Regions from separate parts of the Drosophila melanogaster genome. Here regions 2 and 3 are each linked to region 1. A link is a contact called in public Hi-C data. All regions are on one chromosome and are shown on one strand. The core of a region is the stretch at or near the end of the contact, and the rest is flanking DNA. Distances in the headings are between cores, read along the strand shown. Region 1 holds the start of Rubicon (rubicon,). Region 2 holds the start of Lim1 (LIM homeobox 1). Region 3 holds the start of CG12123.

The links. A called contact is a pair of places that touch in the nucleus more often than the background predicts.
Region 2: a contact with region 1 is called in a Hi-C map of the Kc167 cell line, with 1.8 times the contacts expected there. The contact joins the promoter of Lim1 here to the promoter of Rubicon in region 1. A contact is called at or near these places in 5 of 107 Hi-C or Micro-C datasets (the Clone 8 cell line, the Kc167 cell line, embryo and 1 more).
Region 3: a contact with region 1 is called in a Hi-C map of the Kc167 cell line, with 2.1 times the contacts expected there. The contact joins the promoter of CG12123 here to the promoter of Rubicon in region 1. A contact is called at or near these places in 3 of 107 Hi-C or Micro-C datasets (the Kc167 cell line, embryo and ovary).

Annotation. Positions count from the first base shown.
Region 1 is chrX:8,675,744-8,678,807 of dm6, forward strand. Rubicon (rubicon,) reads left to right here and starts at 1,320. Exons shown (of 4, transcript NM_001272419.2): 1 at 1,320-1,721; 2 at 2,148-3,064. The coding sequence starts at 1,464.
Region 2 is chrX:8,803,792-8,807,137 of dm6, forward strand. It overlaps Lim1 (LIM homeobox 1), which reads right to left and starts at 2,013. Exons shown (of 7, transcript NM_132277.3): 1 at 1,173-2,013. The coding sequence starts at 1,215.
Region 3 is chrX:8,440,816-8,443,883 of dm6, forward strand. It overlaps CG12123, which reads right to left and starts at 1,533. Exons shown (of 2, transcript NM_132250.4): 1 at 927-1,533; 2 at 432-868. The coding sequence starts at 1,310. The coding sequence ends at 596. CG1440 reads left to right here. Exons shown (of 5, transcript NM_001298089.1): 5 at 1-449.

The sequences.
Region 1 (3,064 bases), core at 70-2,569:
ATTCGGGGGCCACTTTGGATTCCCGAATAGGGGGATATCCGGGCGTTTTTCGGGTGAATCGAAATAATTACACAAAGATGCAGGAATAAATGATTCCGGCTGAAGGGATTTTAATTGCTGAATAGGAGAGCTTATCTGGAAAAGTGTTGAGTATAACTGATTGGAAGATTGTGTGCAGAATAAAGAATTGGCAACAAAATGTTAAAGGCGTCTAAAAATACCACTCATTGAGCTAGCATAAAATCAATTAAATGGAGAAACTCTGTGACTTCTTCAAATAAAAAATAAAAACCGTTTCCAAACAATATATGTATGTTTAAACTAAAAGCTTTTAATGCGTCTCTGATTTTTAGACCAAGTCCTGTACTATTAGAATAGAATTTAGCACTCAGAACCAATCAAATATTACCAAAAAATCGCCATTAACTATAAATGCATTATTTACATGGCAACAGAAGAGCACAGAAGAAAAAAAAACATGAGAAAAAAATGCAAATAAAGCGCGTTTATTTTATGGCCAGCAAATCAATCAACTTTATTAATTACAAGTAATTAAAGTTTAATTAAGAGCCCAGTACAGTGCTTCTTCTTGCTTTTGTTTCAAGGTTGCATGTGTGTGCGTGTGTTTATACGATGTGCGCGTGTTTGTGTGTCCGAGTGTGCTTTTGTGTGGAAAATAAATGCAAATATTTATTTGGCAAAAGTCACAAATTGTGGAACGGATGCGGTGGGCGGAGCTGGAAACAAAATGGTGGCAAAAGTAGTGCGATATTGTTGTTGCTGCTGCTGCAATTTTGTTTGTCTGTTTAATTAAAGCAATATGTGGCCTCCAGGAAAGGAATGTTGGGTTAATTGACTCATCACTTATACGACAAACGAAGCACAAACAAACAAACAAACAAGCCAACGAACACACACATAAAGCAGGAGTAAGAAGAAGAAGAAGAAGAGTGTTTCCCAAATCAGCGCAGTCGACGAAGAAGAAAGAAGATGAAACAGTTCAAAAACCATTTAAAGGGCGTGGCCAGCATTTTGACATTTTGGAAAATTCCACACTGCGCAGCTCCATGACGCTCTCGACCAATCAGAAGTGTGGATTCCAAACGCAAAACTACGCCCACACACATAACGGTAATAGTGGGAACAGCAGGTGTTGTTCACAGAGCGACATCTGCCGGCAGCCCAGCAACACTTCCAAGGCCTATTAGCGGATACAAGAGCCGGCGTAGTCATGACACAAACCGCAGCACGCCTGTCTATGCAAACGAAAAACTGCGAAGATTTGGTATCGATTGGCGATGGGCCTCGGACACATCGATTATTATCGAATCAAACAATAACAAAAAAAAATCGCATTAAAAAACAATCAAAACAAGCTGAAGTTACTCGGAATCAATTGAATCGCGCACCGCGAATATGCAACCGCTCCGCCCCCCCGCGCCCCTTTGACAGTGTGCACAGCCATGACCACGCCCCCGCCACCGCCCACGCTCGCATCAGACGCAATTGAAGGCGCGGTGTACGCAGCAGGCGAGGCACTGCATCATCAACATGACCATCCGCAGCAGCAGCAGCAGCAACAACAACAACAGCAGCTAGCGAGGAATTCCCTGCTGGCGGACCTGCGAAGGTCAACGAATTTCTGGTTCCGTGCGGCCAAATCGACGGACGGACTGCAGTTGCTGGCCCAAAGCTGCACTAGAATTTTGCAGCATGGACTGGTGAGTCGCATTTGCCCGTGGAAATCCCGAAAGCATCGCACACACCTCGGCGAATACCCTACACTTAGAGCGAGGCATGTTGATTTGATCATTCATCTTGCACTATGAAACAATAGTTGAATAATTTAAAGATAAATCATCTTAACTCAGCTCAAGTGGTAAATATTTCTACAGAATCAAGTGAACCTAATACCCCAATAACTAATTATAAAGTAGGGGAGTCTCTAAAGTCTATGCAATCAGCTCTTTGCAGTAAGCAATCAAATATGATATAAACATTTACATATGTATTCAAATGAATTTCCCTGAATGTCTGTCCCACATAAAGAGAGTATCAGCTACTCGCTGCGCGCGTGTCGTAGACTTTCCCCATTGTTTTGCAATCGAATTGTATTTATGCAACGCCTCACTCTCCATTCTTATCAGTTGCAGCCCGTGGAACTTCGCCGACTGGCGGACGACTTTGAGTTTCTGCTGGCCAGTGCGGGAAAACAGCAACAGCAGACCAAACCGCAGCCTTATCGACCGGATTACGCCGCCCGAGACAGTGCGTCAATGGTCAACGGAGTCGAGGAGTTTCTCGGCGAGTGGACTACCCGCTGCCTGCGTGCCCGTTGCCTTTCGCAGTGCCTGCAGACGCTGGTCTCCGATCCGGAGCTAATGGAGCTGTACTATCCCAGCGAGGAAGCCTTCCTGCGACGATCCGGTGATGCCACCGCCTTGTTCGTTTGCCTAACGGCTGTCCAGCTCAATCAGAGCGGACTGCTAAGCCAGCTGGAGGTTAGGCATCAGGTGCGCCACCGACGCACTTGCTCACAGCCGAACTTTAGCATATCGCCCAAACTGCAAGCGGTGCCGGAGGAGAGACTGCAGAAACGCATCTTCCTGCGGCGATTGAAGAGCCTACCAAATTTAAGTCAGGAGGACGAGGAGCTGGACGATAGAGCAGCCTTCAGACGGCGTTGCCAAACATTCAGCAGCTCCAGAAGCCACAAGCTGAGGGAGGATCACTTGGATGCCCCATCTACCAGTTCTTGTTCGTCCCACGACAGTCCCAGACGCATTCAGCTGATCAACTGTGATGACATAAAGATCTGGACCGACCAAACGCCCCAGGAAGTGCCAGAGGAGGTGCACGAAAAGTTGCAACAGGCATCCAAAGCGTCCACGTCAGTGGGCGGCTATCTGGGCAGCTTCTTCGGCTCGCCGCCTCTCTATACCAGTTGGTTTCATCGCGGCGTCGGCGACGATCTGAATGCCTCGGGAGATGGTGGTATGTTGGACACCTTCCTGCCCGTGAACGGTCGAAAGCTAAAGAAGCAGCACACCCTCTTCGAGGGCGT
Region 2 (3,346 bases), core at 763-3,262, 130 kb after region 1:
TGGGGAGCTACATACATACATATAAACGAAATATTCCTCACCAACTAATCACAAAATACAAAACTAGAGGGGAGCCTTCATTTCTGAACTTTTTGCTCCCTTTTTACTATTTTTTTTTTTTTTTTTTTTTTTTGTTCCTGACATTAAACAGTCAGCAAAAGTGAAAATTTGACAGAGAGCAAATGAAATAAAACAAAAGCCAAAAAAAATGAGATGGGGTAGAGGAAGAACGGCAGAAGAAGAAGCTGAAAAACTTTGACAACTGCGCAAAAGTTTTTCAGTCCAAAAACGAACGGGAAAACAAGAGGAGGAAAAACAAAACCGAAACAAAAACAGATGAACAAGAACTTCAAAAGCATACAAAATGGTAATGCGAAAAAGAGACGGCAGATGGACGACGGGGCATTAGACGCCCCTCTCCTCCTCGCCGGCGGTCCCCTAAAAACGGGAAGCAAGTTCAAAAGTGCAAAAACTTTGCTGCTGCCCAGCCGTCGCCATTAAAAACTCCTTGGCCATCTTAACCCATTGCGGGCAAGCGGTATTGTATTAACCCACCATCCTAGGGATCGCATTTCGCCGATCCTTCAAGGGGTTGACTTCCTTTTAAGGACTTTCGACCGCACTCGACCCTACTTTTCTTATGTCTTTCTACCACCAGTTGAAAATCTAAGACCACATCCCGTCGGCATAGCGATCAAGCCATTTTTAATAGATTCCACTTTTTTGTCAGTACATTTTTCGAAAATTCACTTCTTTGCCATCTTTTAAAAGTATTTTTGAAATGTGTCATTGGTGTCATTGATCACTCGTCTACAGATTTTATAAACAATTTAAATATTATACGAAGCCTACAAACAGGTGTTTTCATTCTATTTCGATAGAGGACATCATGAATATTACTTAATCTAGATTAGATGTAAACAACTTCTATTTTCGATCTGTAAAATGTTTCATCCTTGACTTCCCAATGATATTATTCTATAGAACTACAAGCACAACTCAAAGATTTAGTGCTGATTCTTGGATGAAATGATTTCGATTGCAGTATCCTATATGTGACTAACCTTAAGAACTTGCCTGTTTGGGATTCTCACTGCAAACCCCCCAGATTTTCTATGTTTTCCTGGACCCTTAACCGCTTAATGCCTAAATTCCCCAAAACGATCACTTACCGATATTGTGCTGGCTGGTGTGTAGTACCGCCCCGAACGCCATCAGATGGTCCTTGGGCGGGGGGGCGCGGCTACCGAGGGCGGCGAACCCGTCGCCCAGATATGACGCCAGTGCGACGGCCCTCAGGGGCGCTTTTGAGGCCTCGGTGAGAATTTTGTTGTCGAATATCTTGATGCCGGGGGGATGGAGTTTTTCTTTTTTTCGGGGGGGTTAAGAGTGACTGCTTTTTTGGGGGGGCCGTCAATGGGTTAAGTCCCGCGTGTGTGTGCGTATGTGAACGAGGCGCGCGTGGGTGTGGATATATGTGTGTGTGTGCGGGTGCGGAAGCGAGAGAGAGAGGGAGAGAAAGATAGGAGCGGGCCCCAACTGCACACTTAACGGTTAACGCACATAAAGACTGGGTGGCAAGGTGCGAGCAAGAGGGGGATAGCACGTGTGTGCCGGCGGCAAATTTGGCAAAACAAAAACAAAGCGCGAAATTCCGCTCCTCTTTGAGTTGAAGAAACTTCCTCCGCTTCTATTATGCCTTATATTCCAGTATTTCTTTAGTTGTTGTATATGAAATTGATTCTTTTCTTTTTAAACACTTTGCACTATCGGCTTTTCGGCGATTCCTTGGTTTTGTTGTATTTATGTGTTGTATATTCTTCTTGTTGTTCAAGATTCTCACTTGCAAAAAAATTTGAACAACGGCAAAAATTCTCGGTTTTCGATCTCGCGGCGGAACGGTAAACAGCTGACTAACGGTAAACGGCTGCGTTGGCTCCTTTTTCGAGCGTTGCCTCGTGCGCTTTGCGTTTTGCGGGCGCTTCACGCGAACGTCAAACAAAAACTGAAAACGGAAAACGGCAAACGCGACGGCAAAGCGGACGGCCCGATTACCGATAGCTGCCAGCCGAGCGCACACGCACACACACGAACGGCGAGCCGAAGCGGCGACGAATGGCGCGCCTGGGTGCGAGCGAGATGCTAGCAGGCGCATCGCTCGCACTCGTGCTACCGAATGCGGCAAGCAGTGCTCGCATATTTCGCCTGCGCCAGAGCGAGATGCAGCGAATGTTGAGCTGGGGCTGCTGCGACGCCGACTGCGCTGCTGGCGGCGCTGCAATGGAGTCGCAGGCTCTCTCGCTCTCGCTTCCGTCGCTTCTCCTGGCTCTCTCGTGTTGGGCATGAAGAAATCATATTATTCTTAAATAAAAAAATTGTTTTTCAAAACGTTTTCTAAAAAAATGGAAAAAATATGACTAGAATATTTGGTATGCATATCTAGATTATTATTAAAAATATTTTGGAAAAGGATATACAATTTCATAACAATTGGAAAAAAATATCAAGAAATCTTAATTTTTTTTCCTTTTTTAGGATTTAATTTAGGTGATTGTTCGATAATACACAATATAAGTTCTTTGAAAATTTTGATATATTTAGCATGATAACTAAATATTTAGTTAGCCTTACTAGATGCTTGTTAGATTCATAAGATTTTAAAAATCCAAAAATTCACTTTTTTTTTAAATTCTACACACATTCTTCTGTTGATCTTGGGCTTTTGATCCTTTTCTCAAGATTGGTGCTGGCGTTGTTCCTGTAAGGATATTTTTGGTTTTTGTTGCTGTTGTTGCCCTTCCATTTTGCCCATTGTTGTTGCAACACTGGCTCTCCTGCTCTCCAGCTCTCTTTTTTGCGGTTAGAGGGGGCGTTGCTAAGCAACTGGTTTTTTTATTGTTGCTTCATTGAGAGATGCGCAAAATGGCGCTCTCTCGCTCTCACGCTCTCCGGCCGTCGCGCCCTCTCGCTCACACTCGCTGGCCGGGCCAATGGCATTTTTCAAAGTGACATTTGCCCGCGTTTTGTCCCTTTCGCACTTGGCGGTGCTTGTGTGCGTGCCAAGGTAAAATGTCAAATGCTTTTCGACTGTCAACTGTTGGTCGCAAAAACTTTTTTCTTTCCTTCTTTTTTATTTTTAGTTGTTGTTTTTGTTCGGCTGCCTCTTCTGCAACTTGTGTTTGTCACTTGTCGTTAGCAGTGCGAAAGGGAGAGCACTAGTGGCGGGGGGTGGTGGGGGCGTTAGCTGGAGAGGGACGCCCCTTTGGCGTTTTAACGCACTGGAGACAGCAAGAAAAAAAAACGGAGGCGAAGAAAAAAAAGCAAAGAAAAAGTGTTAGATAAATTG
Region 3 (3,068 bases), core at 283-2,782, 230 kb before region 1:
ACACACACCCAACACACACACACACACCCAACACACACCCAACACACACACACACATATAAAAAAACATATATTAAAATACAATATATATAAAGCTTTACGAGCAGCAATCTTCGAGCAGCATCCAAATGAGTTCGAGTTACCGGCTTTCAGTTTTTTTGTACATTATTTTGTTCGTTTTCGAGATCCATCCCCCCCGATCCTCAAGGAGGATGTGCACATGCACAAGCAATATATCCGCGTCCAAGTCGTCCCACAAGTCTTTGTCAATTTCTGTACAACAATAATTTTTTGTTTAGCGCTTAGGTAAAAGAAATATCTCAGTTCTCCCTTCCATGGATTACGTTTGATTTTTAGTAGCGGGCAGTTGAAAATATATATATATATACAAATACGAACGAGAAATAAATGAATAATGTAAATGCATTTTTTACGTATATACAATTACATATTAAATAAATAAATTGAAAACTATATTTGACTTTTGCTTAACAAAAGAGGAAAAAAAACACGATCGACGCTCGAATCGTGACCACCTAATGCAATTTACAATTTTTAGTTTTTTGATCGAAATAATCTGCGGTTCCAAGTCCAACTTAGTTGCCACCTTTCCGCAGTCTTCGCTGCTCGTACTCGTAGCTAAGTCGCCGCCAAATGCCCAGACACATCCGCATCAGGCGCACATCCTTCTCGATGTTTCTACTCGCAAACTTATACTGCTGTCGGATCAAATGCTTCGCCATCCGTAGTTGACCACGCTGGATTAGCGAAATGCTGTAGTAGAGCTTGCAGCGCGTCTGCAGGAAGGGATCACCGAGTCGCATGCCAATCTTTAACTGCTGCAGCGAAATCTTGCCAGCCGTTTTCGCCTGAAAGTGGGTTAATGGGTGGGATAAACCATGTAGGAAGGATGGATGGATTACTTACACATCGCTCGAACTGCTCGCCAAGGGCGGAGAATCCGCCGCCCAGTGTGGACAGCCAGGACATGAGGTGCTCCACCTCGATGCGCTCCCACAGCGTGTGTGCCAGCATGTCGGCGAATTTGTAGTCAATGGTGTGCTTCTCCGGTTCCTCGAATTGCAGCCAGACCAGCTGGACACCATGATTGTGCATAAGGCTCTGGGCAAGCACGTGCTGGTGCAGGAACTCGCGAAGATAGTAATTACCATTGATGGCGTCCACATCGATGCACAGCCTCCGCAGCGGTTTGGCTTCTGGCCAGGCGTCGCCGGCTTCACGATTTTGACGATTGTGGTAATGACATCGCCGCCAGTAGTCGGAAACGCAAATGATCAGCGAATCCGACATCGGAAGCGTTAAATTTAAAAAAAAAAGATACTAAGTAAATCCTAATCTTATTAGTTAAATTGCACAGGCTACTATGTCACCGGTGGAGGTCACCAGCTGCTCTCGACTACGTTTCTGTATATGAACTGTCTTTATTGCACTAACAATTGCACTTTTACTAATGTTTATTAATGTTTTTGTTGAACAGAAATGTTAATAACAAAAGTGTGGCCACCGCATAAGCGCCAAGAAAAGCCGCAATCCAAGCGGATGTGGCAGCACTGGCAGCTCGAAAGCTTTTTGGCGCCAATTTGGTTATCGAAAAATAGGGGTTTTTCGTCATAATTTGGCAAAAAATATACGCACAGCTAAAATAATTACTGTTTTGTGCCGCGTATAAGCCAATGTAACGAGCCATATTACATTTTCGCGGTTTTAGGCAATTTAAATTTTTTGAAAATTTTTCTCATTTTTTGTATCATTAAAATTTTCGAAAAATTTCAAAAATCGAACATTTTTAGGCTTGAATGCCATTCGATGGCAAATTTTGTAACGAATCCAGCGAGGTATGCCATTCTGTGTTCTATCCATTATTTGTTAAGCTAGGCGGAAAAAACGGACAGAAAATCAAAAAAAAACTCATTTTGGCAAAATATAGTTTTTTTTGTATCGTTGGGTGTTTTCATAATTACTTCCCTAAAAATGATAATATAGCTAAGAAAATAACTGCTATGTACAGCTAATTACCAATGCTAACGAACTGTATCACTTTTTTTTTTTATTTAGAAATAAAATTCCCAAATCGATGTGGAATAAAAAAACAAGTTTAACGTGGTATGAGAATTAATTTTTGGACTATTATTTCCCATTTAATGAACAAAATACGTAAAATCATCTTCTCGAATTGTTAGCAAAACCACAAAAGCAGTTTAGTTAGTAAAAGCTTCTATTTATCAAATTTTAAATTGAAATTACGTTCCACACCTATCGATGAATGCAGTCCACTTGCAGTGGAAGCCATTTAGGCGCGTCATTCAAATGGTTATGGCACTTGCAATCGCCATTTAATTTCGAAAATTATTCAATTTCAAGCCCGCCGCATGCCGCTGCATGTGTCAATAATTCCGCGTGAAAATGACTCAATTTCGCCGGAGTTGCACTCCGTTGCATCTTTGGTGAGCCTTCAACATGGCCATTATCATTATCAAACAAATGTTTCGCCCCTCGATTGCTCAGTGCCAACACAAATCTGTTAGCAGTTGGCAATAATTGTGCAGCCAGCGGCAGCATTGTCCCCACACGTTCTCCCAAAAAAAAAAACCATCATTTCCATTCATGATTTTCCCTTTTTCCCTACCACACCATACCCATACCAAACCATTTCATTTCATTTCATTTCACATTTTCCCTTCGTTTCTGTGGCTATTTTTGTTCGCTTGGCTTTTATTGTTGCTGGCTATGTTGTCATCGATGGCATTAATTTTGGTAAGTGCGTCCGACTATATCCTCTGCATCGGGCTCCTTCGTCTATATCCTCCTCTTCTTCTTGCTCTTTCAACGCACGATCTTTATGGCACGACATTTTTGTGAATTATGCGCCCAATTTCCGTTGAATCGAAGAGGCCCTTACATATATGTATGCACATAAATCCCCACACAATTCCTTATACGCATTGTGTAATATTAATTGGTCACAAGCCATCAAAATATAATTTGCACCAACAAAAGTGTCATTAAATTTATTTGACAGTTGCCATACACTGGCATGGCTAACCATAA